Regions from separate parts of the Oryza sativa genome. Here region 2 is linked to region 1. Evidence: chromatin contacts called from public HiCAR-type data. All regions are on one chromosome and are shown on one strand. Each heading gives the region's core, a stretch centred on a gene start, on an enhancer-like site or on the middle of the called end of the contact. The rest is flanking DNA. Distances are from core to core; before and after follow the strand shown.

What was found. HiCAR-type assays count read pairs that join an accessible place to other places.
Region 2: a HiCAR-type map of leaf shows a contact between it and region 1, with 2.2 times the contacts expected there. The contact joins the promoter of LOC4329956 here to the promoter of LOC4329938 in region 1. A contact is called at or near these places in 3 of 15 Hi-C or Micro-C datasets (leaf, panicle and seedling) and 1 of 4 datasets of contacts at active chromatin or transcription factors (leaf).

The regions. Positions count from the first base shown.
Region 1 is chr2:24,365,868-24,369,905 of ASM3414082v1, forward strand. LOC4329938 (acetolactate synthase small subunit 1, chloroplastic) reads left to right here and starts at 2,576. Exons shown (of 12, transcript XM_015772233.3): 1 at 2,576-2,871; 2 at 3,011-3,224. The coding sequence starts at 2,654.
Region 2 is chr2:24,537,864-24,542,216 of ASM3414082v1, forward strand. It overlaps LOC4329956 (histone-lysine N-methyltransferase ASHR3-like), which reads right to left and starts at 2,996. Exons shown (of 11, transcript XM_066307499.1): 1 at 2,433-2,996; 2 at 953-1,099. The coding sequence starts at 2,912. It overlaps LOC4329957 (pentatricopeptide repeat-containing protein At5g61990, mitochondrial), which reads left to right and starts at 4,184. Exons shown (of 2, transcript XM_015769214.3): 1 at 4,184-4,353. The coding sequence starts at 4,238.

The DNA of each region.
Region 1 (4,038 bases), core at 1,326-3,825:
ATTGTAACTTGTTTTGTCGTCAATTGTTCTTTAAACATGAAAAAAATTCTTTACATTTGCAAAAAAATAAATAAGATGAATAACCAAACGTCTATTAAAAAATCAACAGCGCATATATTAAAAAACAAAGATACTCTCTCCGTCTCATAATATAACAATCTTAAATCGGATGTAACATAGTATAATGAATATAGTTTTGAGGGTGTAATCCAATAACAACTGGTGGTACTCCCGTCTGTTTATATTTGTTGCACTATTTTATTTCATCCGTTTTATATTATAAGCCATTTTACTTTTTAATACAAACTTTTTCAATAAAAACAAATATATTATCAAAATATATTTAACTTTTAATTTAATGAAACTAATTTGATGCTGTAGACATTGCTTTTTTTACTATAAATTTGATCAAATCTAAAGAATTTTGATTAATAAAAGAATCGGACAACTTATAATATGAAATAGAAAAAATATGTCATATTTGGTTTAAGGTTGCTATATTATAAGATAGGGGGAGTGTAATAAGCACGACTTCCACCTCCGGAGCAAGGGACGCGGGGCTATGGGCCTGTTTGGCACAGCTCTAGCTCGAACTCTATCTCTTTTGGAGCTGGAGCTCAGCCAAACAGTTTTAGCTCCAACAAAACTAGGAGTAGAGTTGGGTGGAGCTCTCCATACCAAACAGGCCCTATGTTGGCAGCGTGCGAGCGAGAGCGTCGCTGTCGTCGATGGCGATGGTGAGTCGCAGTGCGCTTGCTTGCCCGGCGCGACGGGCGGGTTTCGCGCGCGACTGGAAAGCGCTAGCTACTCGATCAGATCGCACGATCCTCTCTTCTCGCTGTCGCTGTCGCTGTCGACGCGACACGATAGTAAATGTACTAGTACTAGTATTATATCGTTTCGTTTTGCCCTCGCGTGGTGGAAGATCAGCATGCAGCATGAATGGGAGAACCGCCCTGGTGTTTCCCTCATTTTGACAAGTGCACCGGTGGCCAGTGCATTGATCAAGTGCGCTTCGTACGATCGAGATGGCGACTTCGCGAGCGGTGGATGATGATGCGCGTACACATGCATGCGCGGCCTTGCACGACAAATGGCCCGCCCACCCAACGTTCGCCACTATACCGCTCTGGCCCGAACGGGCAAATATGATGGACTACACGTGCGCCACGTTACCGTTGCAGGCAATCAATACCTTTCCGGCCCAGTTAGGCAGATATAATGGGCCTCGTACGTCGCGATATTGTTTCGACCCAAATGCAAGGGGCTACAATGGGCCTCAAGTATGTCGCGATAACGTTTCGTTCCAAATACAATGGGCTGAATGTCCGTTGCAATCGCTCGTGCTCACCCGGGGTCTTTTCCCCTCTTTCCTCCGGAACGACTCGATTGGTTCCGATCAGATATAAGGGTATACATGTGTGCGTGTTTAATACTACTACATGTTTCCCGTGCATTAAGATATAGGTCTCCAATCTAAATTCTAACGTGTGTTAGAAACACGCGTGTGGGTGCGTGTGTTGTGTGTGATGTGAGCGTGGTGTGTGTACGTATACGTCCTAATTTGCAACTTAAAAAAAGATCCGGTGATATCTCTATTTTCTGTTTTTTTAGAGTCGCGTGGAGGGAGCTCTTGGCATATGGTCTCGGGCCATCTCTCGGTTTCATCTAAAAAATGGCGTGCTACGATTTACGAGAGGAATCGATGACAACAGTACTCACATGCTCCACGATCTCATGCTTAATTTTTTTCCTCACAAAATAGTCGCTAAACACACGAGAAACGTGACAGCTCCCACGCACGTAAACAAAAACAAAATCGTCCCAACCACTTGGATGGAGTAAAGCAAACGCCGCCTCATTGCACCACGTAACGAATCGATTGACGTGCGCGCCCAAGAAAAACAAAACTACAAAAAGCAACTCCGAAACACGTGGCATCATCTTTTGGCCGTACCGCTGGCACCTGGCATCATCACATGTATATATCGACCCTTCGCACATGCGTGATACTACACTTTCACCTACAAACCCGAGCGGCTCGGTGACACGTACACGGTACACCCTCCAAACCCTTAAGAAAAGAAAACCTCGCAAATTCAGCCATTTCGACGCATCATCATGAGTTGGATGGGTTGGGTCTTTTTATTTTTCGAAGATAACCATGTTGACCCATAGAGAGCGTAGACACGGAGCCGAATTGCCGAAAGCCTCCAAAGCAAAAGCAGGCAGCTGTGGGAGCCGCAGCCGCCGGGGCCGTCGACGTCAGACCAAGATACCGAATATCGGTCGGTCCCCCACGCCGCCCAGCCGCTGCCGCTGCCCGGCCAAGTAGTGCCCCAACGCGAACGCAGGGCCACCCGTGACCCATCGCGAGCGGATCGCGCCGCGGCCGCGCGCGGCGGGTGGTGTCACGCTCGCACTCGCACTCGCACACGCCGCACACGCCGTCTCCCCCCAAAGCCAAGCGGCGCGCGGCCGCGCGGGGGCCAGCCCAGTAATTTTCCACCAGCCGCCTTCGCCCCTCCACTCCGCATAAACCCTACTAGTGCTACCATGGCTTAACCCAAAAACTAAACCGAGTGCCCCGTGCCCACTGTCACACAATACAGACCAGCCCCCCGTCACCTTCGAGCTCGAGCCAAGCCAAACGATGTCCGTCGCCTCCCCGCACCATCTCCGCCCCTCGCCGCTGGCGCCGGCATGCCGTGCTGGCGGCGTCCCCGCGCGCGCCGCGGCGGCGCACCGGCCATGGTGCCCGCGCGTCCGCCGGGCCGTCGCCGCGGCCTCCTCCGGCGGCGGCGGCGGCGAGGCGGTGACGGCGGTGAGCGCGGCGGCGGTGGGGGCGCCCGCGAGCGCCGCGAGGGACACGTGAGTTATCCAATGCCGTTCTCCGCCTGAATTCGTTCCGTGTGGTGTGTTTGTTGCGGTTGCTTGCTCAACTGATTCAATCAATCGGGGTGGATTGTATTTTTCTTTTGTTTGGGGGGGGGGGGGGAAGGGAATGCAGGGTGCGGCGCCACACGATCTCTGTGTTCGTCGGCGACGAGAGCGGGATGATAAACCGGATCGCCGGGGTGTTCGCCAGGAGAGGGTACAACATCGAGTCGCTCGCCGTGGGGCTCAACAAGGACAAGGCCATGTTCACCATTGTCGTCTCCGGCACGGACAGGGTGCTCAACCAAGTCATCGAGCAGCTCAACAAGCTTGTCAACGTCTTGAATGTGAGCCCCCTTGCTCCAAAATTTGTTGGGGTCATGTGAATTTGATGCTTAAACCAATTTAGTTTGCCATTTATAGATCTGATAAGCTTCCGGCCCTCAGTAAGATTCTTTGACAGCGATTGGTGTCAGCAGAGTGAAGATACCAATGTTGAATATTGTTCTATAAAGAGCGGAATTTCTACAGTATCAACTCTGTTTATATTTTATAACGTGCCTTGCTCTTGAGCATCTTTTGTAGCTAGAAATACCAAGGGCAGAAACCTTTTATCCTAATCTGGTCAAAACATTAGCCCTCTTTATTGAAAATCTTCTAAGAGTAAGAATAAATAACTCTTTTCCGTGAGTATCTCGCTAACTATATTGAATGTCAAACTTGCATTTTATCACGTACAGACATATTCTGGTCAATGTAATGTGCTCTATTTCTCTTGTCTGCACAATTTATGCAATAAAGTCCGGGAGCAGAAAAATTAAAATTCAATGTTTTCATTTGTAACCAAATAACCAGGTTTTCTATTATAACCTAAGTATTCCTGAGTATCTTGGGCTTTTCGTTGAGTACTTGAGTTATAGCACAGTAAATGCTACTGTAGCATCTGATAAGTATAAATATGTGGATACTGCCATGTGACCTTGTTTAAAATAGTTGCATTGCATTTCAATTATTGAAAATGTTCATTGCTTTCCCTTATCTATCACATAGTCTCTCTCTCCCGTGTTCACACGAAACATCGCACTAACCATTCCTCACCTATGTACAAGGTAGTTAAGTCTGGAACGCTGGATAGCATGGTCATTTTAACCTCTCTTTCTC
Region 2 (4,353 bases), core at 1,746-4,245, 170 kb after region 1:
TGGGCAGCTACCAGTGAGCTCTGATTTGTTTTAGGACATGAACATTTGGAAGGTATTCTCCAGCACCTTAAATTACAACCTCATTTGAAAAAGAAAAAAAAAATCTCCTGTGCTCTTAGTTGAAAAAATAGCCTTCCATGCCTTGGCATGTGGTGTGAACACATGTGAATATGTGATGCATGGTCGGTGACTTGGGACCCATTAGATTGAAGTTTTCTCCATTAAAAGGACAAAATAGAGCAAAATTGAATGTTTAGGGCTAAAATAGGATATTTTAAAAAATGTTCTACAAACAAGACCAGCTCAAAGTTAGAAGATCATAATTAAGTCTTCACTTTTAAATATATGTTCCTTCCCCCACACATATTGCATAAATTTGTACTGCCCAGCTGGCCATGAACATGTGATAGATTTATACAATTAAAACTACACAGAATTTGACTCAGTATTAATATACTCCTTCCGTCCCAAAATATAATGACATCTAGAGTTGGGCATGGGTATCAAGCAGAAAAGTAAAATAAACTGAGGGATGGTTGTGATTGGTTGAGATGAGGAAGTAGGTGAAGACATTAAATGAGAGATGGTTGTGATTGGTTGAGATGAGAGAGTAGGTACAAAGGTAGCTATATTTTGGGACAATTATTGAATGCTAAAAGTAGCTATATTTTAGGATGGTGGGAGTATGTATTACCCGTAGGTGTGATAGTATATACTGCATCCCTTGGCCTCAAAACAATAAATAATGCACAGCTGTACTGTCTGTACATTGCATGAAAGTAACAACTATCCATGTTATGAAATTAAATAAGATGGCCAGAGAAGCCTACAAATTTCAGCAGTGGATTTTTATTTAGAGTGGTTCTTTAGTAAAATCTTACATGCTCCCTTATGTGCACGAGAGACTTAGCACATACTAGAGCACACTCCAGTTCATAAGATCGGAGCTTACATGTTGAGGGCATTTGAAGCTTTCAGCAATGAAATTTGTGGTATCTTCTGCTGCACAAGTCAGGTGGAACAATTCTCCACATCTACTAACCGAACACTTTATTTCTTCTCCAGGATGAATAATCTTAGAACATAATCGACATTCAACCTGTGCAGAGATGAACATGGCATGAGCTGCTAAGCAAACAAAAAAACAATAACAAAAACTAGTGCTGATGTTGATGTAAGCCTGCTTTTACTGCAGGATTTACACAGAATTTCATAGGAAACAGTCCCTTCATTAATCAATTTGACATTTGTTTATTAATGAGCTGCTGTTTTAACAAGGCAGACGCACATAAAAGTTTGATAATTATTAAGTAAGGATGTAAGCATCAAGCAATAATAGAAACCTAGGTGTCAGCTCATACAATGTTTCCAGAACTCCAACCAGGCATTTCGTAAACATTCAGAATCGGACACATATCTCAGTCCTACTGTTGGCATTGAGTGCAGTTAGCAGTCCGAATGAGGGAAACAAAATGCATGAGGAAACTCCTCCCAAAAAAGGACTGATTCTTGCACCAAAGTGACCAAACATTACAGCGGTATTAAATTTTTGGTTTTTTAAACTTTAAAATGCTTCTGCTTGAACATTACACAAATTTGCGTAGCGGAAACACATGTCTCAGCACATCATAAGTATATTAGCAACATCAAGCATAGCCCCACGGATAAATACTTCATGCATTCTAGCATTTCTGTGTCAGCCATCAAACATCTAGTGTTAGCACTACTACTTTTTATCCACATTATTTCTGATTACCACCTGACAGAACACGAATCGTATGGAATTTGAAGTTATCAAGATGACAAGACATTTAATGGACATTGCACGCACACCAGTGTGGGAGGACCCAAAAGTGTCAAATTTATGTGTTCACCTCCATACTGCATGCTACTGCAGTGCTACTCCCTTCAGTCAAAAAATATTGTCCTTATGGACTTTGTAGGGTATAATAAATAATAATACAGAAGAATGTCTTATGACCAATCTACCCATATCATTCTAATGTGATAATAGGAAATGCTTAAAATACATGGTTGTTCAAAATTCAAATATACAAAAATCCGAGCTCGTGTGGTCTAATGTTTCTAAGAATTTAGAACTAGAGGAAATAAAATCTGCAAAACACAAGGACACAACCAACACATTCAAAACTTCAAATGTTCTAATACGTTTTCAAACTGCTGCATTACTTATCTAAAAATGTATTACCAGTCTAAGCATCAGGGTTACAATTTTTTCTCACCCACATGGTATATATTATTATCTACTCAATTTTGCCCCTGTAAACCACTAGATCACTTCTAAAGTCATAATTTCACTCGTCATGCCCACGAAGAGACAGTTCAGTTTGTTCAAACAAAAGTTCTAAGTAAGCTCAAGCATCTGTTACTACATCAAAGCATATCATTACGAGCAAAAGAAAAACGCGCACCGCCTTAGGCGTGCCGGTTAGGAAAGGCAGCTCGCAGCGTCCGGCCGGCACGCCGAGCGCCGCCTTCTTCGCCTTCCACTCCTTAACGTACTCCTCGAACGGCCGACCCGATGGATGAGCCGGCGCGGTCGCCACCGTGGACGAAGGCGACGGCGCGGAGGACGGCTTTTTCCCGCCCCCGCGGCGCGGGGCGGGGCACGCGGGGACAGCGGCCGCGCCCGCGCCCTCGCCAGCGCCCGCGAAGCTGCGAACTCGGCCGCTCCATCGGCATTCCACCGGGAGAACGGGCGCGCCGTCGCCACCGGAGGCGGATTCTGCTTCCCCCGCCGCCTCCGCCTCTGCCGACGCAGACACCGCCGCCGCGGCGGTGGTGACGGCGGCGGCGGCGGGCTGCTCGCCTGCTAGCTCCCCGCCGGCGGCGGCGGCGGTGGAGGGGGGTTGCGGCGAGAGGGGGAGGCAGACGGTGCTCAGATCTGGCATGGCAGCGAGGCGGGAGGGGTTATGGGCTAGGGTTTGGAGGGCATTGGAGGTGGGTGGAGTCGTGCAGAAGGGGGAGAAGGGAATGGGGGGAATGGAGGTCTGAATTGGGGAAGAAGGGGGGAGCCCCCGCGCGGCCGCGCCTCGCAACGTTTTTTTGGGGGTGAAAATTTTTTCGTGAGTGAAAATTTTCCCCGTGCTGCTTTTGCAGAGTGGTCCGCTTGAAAATTCGGAATTCGTTTCTCTCAAACTTGCGAATAGACCCTTCACTTGATATGAATTTGTTTTTTTACTTCACCTACAAACGCGGGTGCTCGGAGCACATCCGAAAGACTGACTAGTATATCTTGAGATTGATAAAGACTTACTAGCATCCTACACCTAGAAGCACATCCGAAAGATTAAACGGCATATTTTGATATTGACGAAGTCACCACAAATGCCTCGATGTTGACAGGTATATCACCTATTAATGAAAATATTTAACCGTAAATACAAGCATTCATGTTTAGTATATGGCTCGAATTTGGGTAAGCTAGCTTGATCACAAGGAATCTAACCATTTAAACTATACTCACTTTATTATAAATTTCTAACCTTACTAAATTCAAATTCAAAGTGTACCCATTTGTGTTTTTTTTACACGTGAAGATTTGAAGTATGTTAGGTTGAGTCATGTACTAATAATTTTATCATCACACCTTTAGTACTTTTACTGCCATTCTTTTTTTTAGCGCTGCTCTCACTTGATTTGCAACATATCAAAGGATAATTTTCTTTTCGGACGAAATAAGATGAATTTTTTTGACAAATTTATATTCGTCCTTCAATAAACAGCAACATTTACATGTAGCCACCAAGTGTCCTTTTGATCACTCAAAAGATCATCATTTGAGCAAGTTTAATAGGATAGCCAACTACTAGCTCCAATTCAACTATAGCCAATCCAATAGCTTATTCATACAATAGTTATATACTACACTATTAATACCTGGTCCCACTTGTCATACACACACTGTCTTTGAATCCGTGCTACAGCTGGCTACAAATATATAGCCCGCTACTCCTCTTTCTTCTCATTTATATTTTTAAAATATGTTTACAGCTGGCTTATAGCCTCCTACTGTACCTGCTCTCAAGGCTGCTGATCGCTGACAGACCGACGAGCGCGCCGCAACAACGAATAGCCGTTGGATCGGAGACATCGACGGTCCAGATCGACCGATCCCCTCCCCGCCTTCCTCTTCTCCCCCCTACTGCGTTGGTAGGGTTTTACGCCTCACTGCCCACCGCCGCCGCCGTCACCACCGGGCGCGGCCGCCGCCACCATGAGAGCCCTCATCTCCCTCTCCAAGCTCACCCGCCGCCTCCTCCCCTCCCTCGCCGTCGCCCGCGCCCCACTCCCGCCCCTCCGCCGCTGCCTCCACGCGGAACCCCCACCGCC